3 separate regions of the Mus musculus genome follow, and all the other regions are linked to region 1. A link is a contact called in public ChIA-PET data. All regions are on one chromosome and are shown on one strand. The core of a region is the stretch at or near the end of the contact, and the rest is flanking DNA. Distances in the headings are between cores, read along the strand shown. Region 1 overlaps Mapk14 (mitogen-activated protein kinase 14). Region 2 overlaps Kctd20 (potassium channel tetramerisation domain containing 20). Region 3 overlaps Srpk1 (serine/arginine-rich protein specific kinase 1).

What was found. ChIA-PET counts read pairs in DNA pulled down with a chosen protein or histone mark.
Region 2: a contact with region 1 is called in an RNA polymerase II ChIA-PET map of memory CD8 T cells, with 49 read pairs. The contact joins two enhancer-like sites. A contact is called at or near these places in 5 of 115 datasets of contacts at active chromatin or transcription factors (the HPC-7 cell line, effector CD8 T cells, embryonic stem cells and 2 more) and 3 of 9 other capture datasets (adipose tissue, embryonic stem cells and pancreatic islet).
Region 3: a contact with region 1 is called in an RNA polymerase II ChIA-PET map of memory CD8 T cells, with 102 read pairs. The contact joins two enhancer-like sites. A contact is called at or near these places in 7 of 39 promoter capture datasets (cranial neural crest, embryonic stem cells, hippocampal neurons and 4 more), 11 of 484 Hi-C or Micro-C datasets (the Ba/F3 cell line, the CH12 cell line, the G1E-ER4 cell line and 8 more), 4 of 115 datasets of contacts at active chromatin or transcription factors (effector CD8 T cells, embryonic stem cells, memory CD8 T cells and 1 more) and 4 of 9 other capture datasets (adipose tissue, embryonic stem cells, liver and 1 more).

What each region holds. Positions count from the first base shown.
Region 1 is chr17:28,734,293-28,738,596 of GRCm38.p6, forward strand. Mapk14 (mitogen-activated protein kinase 14) reads left to right here. Exons shown (of 12, transcript NM_011951.3): 9 at 2,719-2,798. Among named protein-coding and RNA genes, the nearest start is that of Mapk13, 33 kb to the right of the region's middle. Within about 2 kb of position 2,404, at least 83 of the 459 cell types and tissues checked have an H3K27ac peak or open chromatin away from gene starts, as enhancers often do. A contact at or near this core is called in the HPC-7 cell line, memory CD8 T cells and myeloid progenitors, where this site is marked.
Region 2 is chr17:28,964,663-28,968,966 of GRCm38.p6, forward strand. Kctd20 (potassium channel tetramerisation domain containing 20) reads left to right here. Exons shown (of 8, transcript NM_001356300.1): 7 at 312-422; 8 at 1,990-4,304. The coding sequence ends at 2,282. Among named protein-coding and RNA genes, the nearest start is that of Kctd20, 14 kb to the left of the region's middle. Within about 2 kb of position 2,394, at least 81 of the 459 cell types and tissues checked have an H3K27ac peak or open chromatin away from gene starts, as enhancers often do. A contact at or near this core is called in the HPC-7 cell line and memory CD8 T cells, where this site is marked.
Region 3 is chr17:28,591,647-28,595,950 of GRCm38.p6, forward strand. It overlaps Srpk1 (serine/arginine-rich protein specific kinase 1), which reads right to left. Exons shown (of 16, transcript NM_016795.4): 13 at 2,524-2,631; 14 at 572-641. Among named protein-coding and RNA genes, the nearest start is that of Lhfpl5, 18 kb to the left of the region's middle. Within about 2 kb of position 2,450, at least 46 of the 459 cell types and tissues checked have an H3K27ac peak or open chromatin away from gene starts, as enhancers often do. A contact at or near this core is called in memory CD8 T cells and myeloid progenitors, where this site is marked.

The DNA.
Region 1 (4,304 bases), core at 1,154-3,653:
TAGAATGTTTTTCTGGGTTTTGAGGATAGGTCAGAACAGTGAGTCAAGTGTTTGGATCAGTCGGTGTTTGCCAGGCTGGCTGCACTGGGCAAGGCTGGAGAGATGCTGCTGCCACCCTCAAAACCAGGGTAGTCAGTCTGAACCAACCAGAGTGGTGGGGTGACTGGGACAGAAGTCTTCCTCCGGTGGAAAAGCAGAATGGAATGAGGAGTGAGAGGTGCAGGTAAGTTACTTCAGAGAGAAGTCCAACATGGAGTAAAACCCCAGGTCATTATGGAGAGGAGACGGAGACTCAGGAGTCCAGGTCACCTCAGCCACATAGTAAGTTTGAGGCCATCTCAAAAAAGCTTGTCCAGAAAGACTTCTTGTTAGAACAGCCCTTGGAAGGGACAGTGGGAAAGGAAAAGGCTTAATACAGGAAGAGTGGAGGCTTCCCTTACAACTGCATAAAGAGGCATAGAAGTGCCTGAGACCTTTGCCTTGAGTTGAAGCTTTGAGCCTATTCAAGAATAGTAGTTTGAGGCAAGCAGATAAAAGTTGAGTGACAGGTGTCAGAAAGGCGTGGATGTGAGGGTGAGGAGCTGGTTGTGATTTAGTCTGAGAATGCTCACCCCTGCAGACAAGGGAGAAAGGTATGGATGAGCCCTGCCTGCTGATAGATGCATGTTCTTCAGGCAGCTTGGAGGTGAAGCTAAGTCAGTTAGGAAACAACCCAGACTTCACTTTTCCCAAAGGGAATATGAAACTTGCCTCTTTAGAAAGTCCAGCTGGGCCGGGCGTGGTGGCGCACACCTTTAATCCCAGCACTCCGGAGGCAGAGGCAGGTGGATTTCTGAGTTCAAGGCCAGCCTGGTCTACAGAGTGAGTGCCAGGACAGCCAGGGCTACACAGAGAAACCCTGTCTCGAAAACAAACAAACAAAAAAAAAAAAGAAAGAAAGAAAGAAAGTCCAGCTGGTTAATAAACTACTTTGGAGTCGTACATGGTAAAATCACCTCTTGGAGGGCTGGAAGAGTCTAATTTTTTTCTATTAACATACATCCTCTTGAAGTGGCTAATCAGATATTCCTGGGGAGTAGAAATGTGAATGGAGCTAGATTTATATAAACTGAGTAGCTTCTTCCTGTCTGCAAGGAAGATGCTCAACTGTCACCATTAGCATGTCGGCAGTGTTACGGCCTGAGTGAGTCAGTGCCAGTCTCAGTCCACCCACTGTCCGCACCTGGAGCATCTCCTCTTTTCCATTTTCAGTAGCAGGGGTTTTGTTTTGTTTTGTTTTTTCTTTTACCATTCTAACTTCAGAAATATCTTGTGTGAGTGGACTTCCTTCTGGGTTAACTCGGTTTTCTGTAGGATGCCATTTTTGGGCACTGGCTCATCTTATCTTAAAAATTATTGACTGTTGCAGGCCTGTGAAAACTGGTGTGTAAATACACGAATGCACGGCCTTGTTGCATTCCAGGAAAACTCCATGTATAAGACAGGCACCAGGCTGTATCTTCCTGTCACCTTTCTAGAATTTTCTTCTGTTTTAGCAAAAAAAAAAAATGTTCAGAGGCAAAATGGCCATCTTGTTGCATAAGCAGTTCCTGTGACTAGGCAACTGTGGCTTGCAGACACTGTTCTCTTGACTGACTCATGCTTATTTTGCCTCTCTATATGCAAGCTAAATCTTCTCTATCTGTTCTTTAAATATTGTATGTGCCTTTTATGTATCAGATAATCTAAAATAAGGGATGGGGTTCAGCCATACATTGTAGTCCCAGCACTTGGATAGATGAGGCACAAGGACTCTGAGTTAAGAGGCTGCTGGGGGATTTTAGGTGACACAGGAAGGACGGCTAATGATCCTGCAGAACCTGACGGGCTCACACAGTCTCCCTATCTCACCATCAGCTGAGGTATGGAGCAGCTGTTCAGATGCTCAAAAGGGGCTGACTGAAGGCAGTGAGAGTAAATGGCCTCTGATCCTCCGGTGAACACATGCTCATTTGTTCTGAGGTTTTGGATGGCAGAATGACTATTCCGGGCCCTTTGCCTTTCTGCTTTTCAAGTCTTTAGTGAGTAGACTTTGGTTACTTTACATCCGTTATGGTTGCAGCCTGGTGTCTCCCATAGTGGGGTAGCACCCTCTGCCAGCTGGCTGTCCCTCACATGTTCTGTCTCCTAGAGGGGAGAGGGGAAGGTCTCCAGAGGGCACACTCAAGTGAACGAATGGTGTCTGGGAGGAGAGCAGGCCTCCCAACTGTCAGATTACAAGTTCCTTAGGTCAGGCCTTAGGGGGATAGTCACAAATAGATGCATAGAGTGTGCTCCGCCTCTGCTTGCCAGCACACTCTGCTTAGCTACCTCCTAGTGCCTTGGTGGAAGGGGAGGTGGAGGTGGAGGCTGGGCTCATGGACTGAGTGGCGTGGCCTCTTGTCTAAGACCCAACCACAGTGACTTTACTTCCTGCTGCATGGTGGTGACAAATGTGTGTGTGTGTGGCGGTTTTTTGAACCTTTCTACAGGAGGAGCAAGTCATGCTGAAAGTGGCCACCCTACAGAAGCCTTCCACCCAGAATCTTCCACCATGTTGGCCTTGTTTGGGGGAGGGGGGGACTCATTTCCATTATTGAGATTTTTTTTGTTTGTTGTGTTTTATTTTGCTCATTATTGTTTTGTTTTGCTTTTCACTTTTATTTTGTCCCGACATTTTCCTTTATAGTCCACCGTTAGATATTGATCAGTTGAAGCTCATTTTAAGACTCGTTGGAACCCCAGGGGCTGAGCTTCTGAAGAAAATCTCCTCAGAGTCTGTGAGTTGACGCTTTGATTGAATTACTACCCTCGGGGGCCTCTGCCACTTGCCTTCCGTCACTCTGCACTCTGACTTTGGAATGCATGTGTGACGTGTGCTGTGTGTGATGTGTGCACACATGTGAGCCTGCATGAGCCCGCTTGCATGCATGAGTGTGTTTTATTCTAAACTATCCTTATCTGGGTGTGGACTTAAGATCATGGGAACCCCTTTGGGGCAATTGTATGCTAATAAAACTGAGAGTTGAGATTCCAGTTCATTCCAAGAGATTAATGGGAAATTTGTGTGTGTGTCCTCCTGAGCCCTGACTTCTCTCTGAAGTTGCCCACGTGCTTAAGAGCCCTCTCACTTTCTGCTGAGCATCCTAATCTCTGACACTGTGTGCTAGTCTGACCTTCCCTCTCAGTGGTGGGTGATGTGTGCCTTGTCCCTAGAGGGGCTCCTCCTGGGCGGGGTCTTTCCATGGGCTCCTCTCCCACCCTCAGACCACACAGAACAGCTTCCTCCCCTCATGACAGTCTGCAGATGGCTCTGAACTCCTCCAGGAACCTTGGTCAATACAGTGAATAGCATGAGGGGCCACTTGGAACTTGTGCTTTCTCCATGGAGGCCATAAGAAGGTGACTCTGTTTTACTTTAGCCATGGTTGGTTGGTTTTTTGTTGTTGTTGTTGGTTTTTTGTTTTTTGTTGTTGTTGTTTTTGTTTTTTGGTTTTTTTTTGTTTTTTTTGTTTTTTTTTTTTGTTTTTTTGAGACAGGGTTTCTCTATGTAGCCCTGGTTGTCCTGGAACTCACTTTGTAGACCAGGCTGGCCTCGAACTCAGAAATCCCCCTGCCTCTGCCTCCCAAGTGCTGGGATTGAAGGCTTGTGCCACCATTGCCCAGCCTTGTTGTTGTTGTTTTTGTTGTTGTTGGAGGATTTTTTTTTTGTTTTTGTTTTTGTTTTTTAAGCTGTTGTCACTTTCTGGGGCCAGAAACTTTGAGGAAGCTAGGAAAGCCCCTCCTTCCTCTCATTTCCGCTTAGGGAAATAAATGGAGGAGCTAAGCCCCAGCTGTGCACGCCTAGGTTCCCCTCCTACCACTTCCAATAGAAGAGCCTTCTGCTCAGCTAAGAAGGAAGTTAAGTAGCTGTAGGCAACCAGCAACACACGAGTCACCTCCCCTGACAAAATCAGGACCCCGAATCTGCAGTGTAGCTATACATAAAGGACCCTGGAGCTTTTGAATGGGCCTATTTTATTTTATTTCCTTTACTCCTTTAAGATAAGAAAGCAAGCCAGGCATGGTGGCGTACGCCTTTAATCCCAGCACTTGGGAGGCAGAGGCAGGCGGATTTCTGAGTTCGAGGACAGCCTGGGCTATACAAAGAAAGCCTGTCTCGTCAAAAAGGAAAAAGAGAGAGAGAGAGAGAGAGAGAGAGAGAGAGAGAGAGAGAGCAAGCAAGCAAGCTGGATACATGGCCTAATAATGAGATGTCTTTTATCTTAACATGAAGTGGGCACATC
Region 2 (4,304 bases), core at 1,144-3,643, 230 kb after region 1:
ACATTGTAGAGGAGGGTGTGTGTGTGTGTGTGTGTGTGTGTGTGTGTGTGTATGCTTTTATATAGGACTTTTAAACAGTATTTTTGCACATCACTATAGGTTATTCTTAGACATAGAATGCTACAAGCTTGGTGCTTTTATGATTGTGAGAGATGTTACATGCCAGGAATCCCAGCATTAGGGATGCTGGGGATGGGGAGGAGTGTTCCAGGTCAGAGGACATGATGGGTTACATAGCACCTTTTGGTTGTCCCCTCCGTCCCTGCCCCCCTCCCCTCCTCTGTGACTAACCCCAGTGCTGTGTTGTTTAGTTCTTTACAGCTCCAAGCTCTACAGATTCTTCAAATATATCGAGAATAGAGATGTTGCTAAAACTGTGTTAAAGGAACGAGGCCTGAAGAACATCCGCATTGGAATTGAAGGTATTAAAAAGTCTCAGTCAGCCGGACAGTGGCAGAGACAGGCAGATCTCTATCTCTGAGTTGGAGGCCATCCTGGTCTACAAGAGGGAGTTTCAGGACAGCCAGGGCTACACAGAGAAACCCTGTCTTGAAAAAACAAACATAAAAAGGCTTGGCCAGTGTTGAGGTTCTACAACAAGGGGTGGGGTGGGTTTCTGGCCACAGCTTACTACTCTGAGCTTGGCTGGCGGGAGCCTTGAGACCCGGCACACTTAGAGTCTACTTAGTGAGGGGCTGCTTCATTGCTGTGTGTCCCGAGGTTTGCATTGCCTGCCCTTCAGTTGTAGCCATGAGTATCCCTCAGGGCTCTCAGCCCAGGGCACAGGATTCTGGGGTGAATCCAGTGAGCACCTGGGCTCACCTGAGCAAGAGTACGTCTTTTCATCTAAAGTTATTCTCTTAAAAAACAAACCAGCTTAAGGATTTGAGCTTTGCCGACTGTGGTGGTTCAGTCCCAGCCCTCGGGAGGCAGGGGAGGAAGATTTCTGTGAGCTCTGGGCCAGCTTAGTCTGCATCACAGTTTCCAGGCAGGCTGAGGCTATTTAGTGAGACTCTGTCTTTTCTTTTTCTTTTTTAAATTTATTTATTTTCTTCATATGAGTACACAGTTGGTTTCTTCAGACACACCAGAAGAGGGCATCAGATCCCATTACAGATGGTTGTGAGCTACCAATGTGGGTGCTGGGAATTGAACTCAAGACCTCTGGAAGAGCAGTCAATGCTCTTGACTTATAAGCCATCTTTCCAGTCTGTCTTTTCTTAGATAAAACTTGAGGTCTGTTTTTCCTCAGGCTGTCTGGGTACTTCGTGCTGGAGGCAGGAGTTGGTGCAGCCTGGGCCCCTGAGCCCTGCTCATATCACCGCCGCAGTGAACTCATTGCTACATGTGTCTGACTCAGGATTTTAAGTTAGAGGTCACTATTGAGATAATTTCACTTTGCCTTGTGTGTGAGGCCTGGGGACAGGGTACCATTGTTACCATTGAGGTAACATTGCACATTTCCCTGCTTTTCCCTTAACCATGGCTTCTATACAGCATTAACAAGATGGCAGCGTTCCTGTGCCATGGGGAAGTTTTGTCCCTTTGTGGTGTTTCCAACCATTAAAAGCTCTTGGAATTAGTACATTCTCTTTCCTTTCCATTAAGAGGGGGAGAATCTGGGCTGGTGAGATGGCTCAGCAGGTAAGAAAGAGCACTGACTACTCTTCAGACGTCCTGAGTTCAAATCCCAGCAACCACATGGTGGCTCACAACCATCCATAACAAGATCTGATGCCCTTTTCTGGAGTGTCTGAAGACAGATACAGTATACTTGCATATTCATAAATAAATAAATCAAAAAAAAAAAAAGGGGGGGAGAATCCCTGTTATTTCCCACAGCCCTGTCCCTTATAGGGACAGAGGAGGCTTGGGAGGACACCAGTCACATGCCACAGAGCTTTTCTTGCTGTCCTTGGACTTGGAAGTAGATGGTAGAGCGAGGAGAGTCTGCCAGGAGTGTGAGCACTGTATGCTTTCTGGTTGCAGGTTACCCTACCTGTAAAGAGAAGATCAAGAGGAGACCTGGCGGGCGGTCTGAAGTCATCTACAATTATGTGCAGCGCCCTTTTATCCAGATGTCATGGGAAAAAGAGGAAGGAAAGAGTCGCCATGTGGATTTCCAGTGCGTTCGCAGCAAATCCCTCACTAATTTGGTGGCTGCTGGAGAGGATGTCTTAGAAGACCAGGAGATAATAATGCATCACCCACCACAAGTAGATGAACTTGACCGCTTAAATGCTCCACTCTCTCAGATGGCTCCGAATGACTTTCAAGATTAGGGACAAACGGCCTCTGCCCAGTTGTTGGAGCTCTTCTTTGTGTGGGTACCCCTAACCAGGCCTCCCTGCCCTCCTGTGGTTTCTCACCGTTAGGAGATGCCTCTTCCTGTCTCCTTCCCTTCTGAGTTGTTACTGTGCCCTTTTCCGGGTCTGCCTCCGGCTGGGTGAAGAAGCTCTCTGGTAATTAGGCGGCCAGCTTTACCAGCCCTGGCAAACGAGCTTTTGGGTCTGGTGCTCTTGGTTGAATCTTTGCATTCACCTCCTGGTGCAGGAGAGGAAGTGAACTGTTGCCTCACATTCGGCACAGCAGCCCACTCTTACACCGGGTGAGTGGTTTCACAATCAGACAAATTGCTTATTAGCAAAAGGACCAAAACGTCAGAGAAACAGTCTGTGCTGGGGTTGGGTGTGCCCACCTGGGGAGGTGCGGGGCAGGCGAAGGGAATTCCCTGGAGCTCCAGCTCAGCTCTGCTTTTTACTAACATAGGAGCAAACCAACCCCCTAAGAAGGGCAGCCTGATGCTTCATTTGGAAGTGAAACTTGCAAATGAGGTGGCAGAATGGCTCCAGATTGGGCCAGCTGGACCCTCCTCTGGTGGGAAGCCACAGCGCCTGTCCATTAAATAGGCCATTAGCTACTGGAACATGGTAAGAAAGTAATATGTGGTCATCCCCCAAATCAGGTCCAGGCCTTGTTGTTGTGTTATCTGCTCAGGCTTACACGTGTGGTAGACGGCAGCCCAGATCATTCCCTAGCTCCTTCCTCTCACATTTCCATGGCTGTTTGCAGAGCCAAGAGCCTGACAGCAATGTCTGCAATTATTTTACTTCCCGGTAGAAGTCCACCTTTGAGTCCGTCCTCCACCCTGGGCGGTGTGTAAGCTGTTTCCTTCAAGCTCTTTACAGAATATGTTGTTTCTTGAAGGCTGCTCCCATAAGACCATGTATAGCATAACTACTTGATGGCAATAAAATCAGGTTTTGGAAGCCCTCTCTCCAGTATTGAAGAACAAGTGTGCTCTTAAAACAGTGTTTTCTGTGCTTGTGGCATCACAATGGGTGCAAGATCTTCCTTGCTTAGAAAAGAACCGAAGGGTAACTGAGTGGCTCCAGCTTGTGGTGACTATTGGTGTGTCTGTGAGGCAGCATCCAGAATATGGGCTGAGGTTGTCTGTATCAAGAGGTTACTTCTGTGAAGTTGCTTGGCTTGTGTTTGAGGCCAGGTCTGGCTTTGATTTTGTTGGTGCTACATGGTTGCCTACCTGCAGCTGTCCAGCCCAGGCCCAGGGTCAGTGGTGCTTCCTGTTTCTCCATGGCCACAGGAATGATTATGTGTCTGTCCTGTGTAATGCTCAGGTGTGAGCACGGTCCTTTCTTTGTCCTTCGGAGTTGGTTCACTGGCTCTGGCCTTTTATGAACTAGGTCTTCACCCCAACACTCCAGCCCATGGAGTTTGACTGGGAGGCAATCTAAAGGCCACTCCAGTGACACTGGGTGGTGGCAACTAAAGGAAAGACTGTGTGCAGACATAGGCTTCTTGTGGGGAGGGAAGCTTTTTTGTACCTCAGCCCCACCCTTACCTACATTTCAGTGTCATTGTAGTTTGGTGTCTTGCCTACTGTTCCCAGAGTTGGGACACTTTTTCCTTTTGTTTTTGTTTTGTTTTTGGTGTGGGGGAGGAATAAGATGGGGTTACAAAACAAGGTTTTTCTGGGTAGCCCTGGCTGTCCTGGAACTCACTTTGTAGGTCAGGCTGCCCTCAAACTCAAGAGATCCACCTGTCTCTGCCTCCAGTGCTAAGATTAAAGGTGTTCCATGCCACTGTCTGGTCCCAATTATTCAGTGATGGGGCCTTGCAGAATCAAGGGCTGGATTGCAGTCATCTTTTGAGTTGATTACTGGCTATGTGAGAGAGAGGATTTTTCTCATAAAAAGATGGATTTGGGGCTCAGTGTCTTTTGTAAGTGCCTGAATAAGTAAGCTGGGCTATGTGCATAGAAAGTCTGATGAGAAAGGTGACTT
Region 3 (4,304 bases), core at 1,200-3,699, 140 kb before region 1:
CCAGGGGGGCAGAGATAGGGGTGAGACAGCAGTGTCAAGGTGAAGGGAAGCAGCAAACAAGGCTTCCCACGAATAGCTTCAAGGATTAGCTGGTCAACGTGAGACCAAAGCAGAGCACAGTGTTCAGGAAGCCTGAGGCCCACAAGCGTGCTGCCTGACTGTGAGCTTCCTGAGCTTAGCCACACTGCAGCTGCTCTGGAAGCCATAACCAGGATGTAGCAGAGCAAATGCCACGTCAGCATGGCAGACCTCCACAACCGCTAAGTAAAGGACCACCAAGGGAGTGCTGACCAACTGCGAGGAGGGGCAAGCACACCACCGGCACCTTTTACATAGACACTGCACTCCTTAGCTCACACTTTCCCAGGCAAGCACTTCCTTACTGGCTTTGCCTCCTCAGTGCTATGACGACATCCTTGTCCCACCCAGCTTTACGCTGGCTGCATTTCTCCTGTTTTGGGGTCTCATACAAACCTAGAGCAGTACCAGAGGCCTTTGGTGCCAACAAACGATGCCAGTTACAGTGAAAAGCAAAACAGCTACACACAAACAGCTGGCAAACGGGACTCACCTTCATCTCGTGTGTAATCCTCCCCTGAATGAGGCTCAAACAAATAGTCCCCTGTGGCTAGTTCAAAGGCCTAAGGAAGAGACAGCGCATGAAAGTATCAGAGAAACAGAACACAGCTGCAAAGCCTCTGCTATCTGATCCCAAACCTAGACGGCCACTTGAGAAGCATCTCAGATTGCTTCTGAATGACAGCTACAGACCAATAAAATGGGAAAAGGAGAAAAGCCTCCTCAGTCAGCACTGATGTTGGGGCAGCCTGAGGGAAAGGAGAGCACAGAGCACAGCAGAGCGGAGCCGACCAGCAGTGGGCTAACTGCTTCTCACCACACAACACAGCCGCACTTCAACAGACGGAGCGCTCGGAATGCTCTTTAAAACAAATGTTTAGCTGGGCATGGTGGCGCACGCCTTTGATCCCAGCACTCGGGAGGCAGAGGCACGCAGATTTCTGAGTTTGAGGACAGCCTGGTCTACAGAGTGAGTTCCAGGACAGCCAGGACTACACAGAGAAACCCTGTCTCGGCAGGGGAGGGGGGACCCAAACAAAACAAAAAAAAATTTAAAGGAAAGGCGGGAACTTGTTGTGCCTGGCGAGGCAGGACTGCCAAGAATCCGAGTCCACCTTGGGCCGCACAGTCTGGAAAATGTCCTTGTAACCTGGAATGTCTGTAGGATTCTAGCGGGATGCTCTTTACAACAAATGTTTAGCTGCTTGTTTCTTACTAGCTCTCTGGTGACTGTGGGAACAACTTTTAAGAGTTGGCTCTTTCTTTCCCTCCATGTATGTCTCAGGGCTTGGAGTCAGCTTATCAGGTGCCTTTATCCAGAGCTAGGTCATGGGCCTTCAAGACTCTTCTAGCCACCAAGAAATGGTATCTGAGATGAGTCAGATTTCATCATGGCACTCTGTAGCCAGAAATATGTAGCTTGATGACAGTGCTCTCTTCCAGGCCCCAGTTTCTCCCCGTGGCCAGCAGAGGGCGCAGCGGGTGTTGAGAGGCTGCACATAAACCACCCATGAGACAAGCAGCCCCATCCTGCACTGGAATCCTACAGAGTTGGAAACATAATTTACATTCCAGATTACACGGACATTTTCCAGACTATGCAGCCCAAGGTGGACTTGGATTCTTGGCAATCCTTCTGCCTCACCAGGCTTAACAAGTTCCCACCTCTCCTCTGTAAGCCTCTCCTCTTGGCTTACTGCTGGGACTAATAAAACAGCAATTAAAGTGTAAGTGTGCAAACCTGACACACAGGGGAGCTTCCCTGGGAGTGACACTTTCAGCAAGTGTGACACCCCCATGCCCACCAAGCTGTCTTCTCTATGTCTGGTCTTGAATTTGTACAAAGGTATAAAGGGTAACAAAATACCAAGCTAGTGCTTGTAGCCAGTTTGAGTGTGAGTTGACTTGGAAAAGCAGGAACCCAAGGCCACTGTGTAAAACCAAGTGAAGGGACTATGTCCCCAACCTGTGTGGCCTGAGCAGTCAGGGTCTTTCTGAGCACAGAAAGCTTCAACTCAAACTCAAAGCCTAGGTCCACAGGAAAGCACGCCCACTGGCTGATGTTGACAAGCACAGACTGTAACAAAGGGGAAAACTAAATCAAGGCATAAACTCCCCAGCGTAAAGCAGCGACGTGTGGATTCACAGGTGCCCGGGCTTCACACCTGACTGACCCAGACATCTGAGGAGTGGCCCCACTGCAGAGGACAGCATCCTTCCAGTGGCATCCCAAGTCTGCAAACAGGTCAAGGCTATAAGCTCAAGGACAATAGTAACCAATACAGGAAAAAGAATGCCTTTGAACAATGGCTTTCAACCCACCCCACCCCTGCCCTCACCCCACCATGCCACGCCCATGGTTTCTGACATAACACTGAGAGCAGCTGTGTGACACTCTGCTCAGTACTGCATTAGCAAACAGGGAAGGCAGTGGGCAGGGCTCACCATGCATGCTGTGCTCCAGATGTCAGCAGGGGTGTTGTAGCCAGATCCTATCAGGACTTCCAAAGACCGATACTGCCGTGTCTGGATATCTTCAGTGAAATGCTTGTGCTGAGTGAGTCAAGGAGTGGAGATCCTTAATACTCATTTATTTAAAACAGGAAGTAACTAAGGCTTACTTAACGATGGAAACTAAAGCAAGCTGTCTGCAAAACTTATTTAACAACCTGTCTTACTGCTACTCCAGATAACTTAAAATTGAGCCTTAATTTAGTTTAGACATACAGACTTAGGAATAACAATAGCTTTATTAAGAAAATAAAAATAGCCCGGCGTGGTAGCACACACCTTTAATCCCAGCACTCGGGAGGCAGAGGCAGGCAGATTTCTGAGTTCAAGGCCAGCCTGGTCTACAAAGTGAGTTCCAGGACAGCCAGGGTTATACAGAGAAACCCTGTCTCGAAAAACCAAAAAAGAAAAGAAAGGAAAGGAAAAGAAAAGAAAAGAAAAGAAAAGAAAAGAAAAGAAAAGAAAACTATTAGAGCCGGTGTGATGGCACATGCCTTCAATCCTAGCACTTGGGAGAGGCAAAGGAAGGCAAATCTCTGAATTCTACACGGCTAATCTGGTCTACATGGCTAACCAGGCCAGCCATGGTTACAATGAGGCTGTTTCAAAAAGCAAAACAAAGAAACCCAAACCAAGCAAGCAAACAAAAAATATATACAAGTAGAGAAAACAAGAGCCATCAGTGATCAGCAGGTAAGAGCCTGCCAGCAAGCAGAGAGAGAGGGGGAGAGAGGAGAGAGAGACAGAGACAAAGACAGAGACAGAGAGAGCTAGCTTACCCACACTGTCTTCTGCAATTGTTCTCTGACCCACATGCATGTTGTGGCACACTGGTGCACACATGCATGCTCCCATACAATGAACGATCAAAAGTAAACAAGCTCAAACGACAATCAAATGTGTAAAATAAGAGTACAAAAGGCAAAGTCTACAGCCCTGTTAAGACAGACAGCCATCAGAAGTGAGGCGGCGTAGCTCAGGCTGAGGCTTGACATGAGGCTTGGCAAGCAGGGCAGAAGTATTCTTAACCTAAATAAACCTTAAACAAACAGGAGGAGGAGCCCGGCCTTCAGGGCTTTGTTGCGTTTTATCCCTGGATCCCACGCCCTAGAGAGGACCAACTCTGGCAGGCTGTCCTCTGACCGCCCATGCACAGCCTCAAGTCATCTCTCCAATCCCTAGAGTTATTCCTGCTGTTGATTTCTAGTCTTTTTTTTTTTTTTTTTTAAAACATACAGTCTTCTTCTTTTAAAAAAAAGATTTGTTTATTTATTACATGTAAGTACACTGTAGCTGTCTTCAGATGCACCAGAAGAGGGCATCAGATCTCATTATAGATGGTTGTGAGCCACCATGTGGTTGCTGGGATTTGAACTCTGGACCTTCGGAAGAGCAGTCGGGTGCTCTTACCCACTGAGCCATCTCACCAGCCCCTGATTTCTAGTCTTAATTCATTGTAATGCATACATAAAAGTATCTCAACTCATCTATATTGTTAAGGCTTGCTTTGTGTCCTAGTATATGGTATATTTTAGGTACTAGTTCCACGGGCTACTAAGCATATTCATTGTCTTAGTATACGGTCTACTTTAGGTACTAGTTCCACAGGCTAAGAATATACCTTCTGCAGGGTTAGATGTCTGTCAACTGGTCAGGGTGACATATACAGTTTCCCATTACTCTTGTGCTGTTGTTCCCTTGGCCAGTATGAAGGG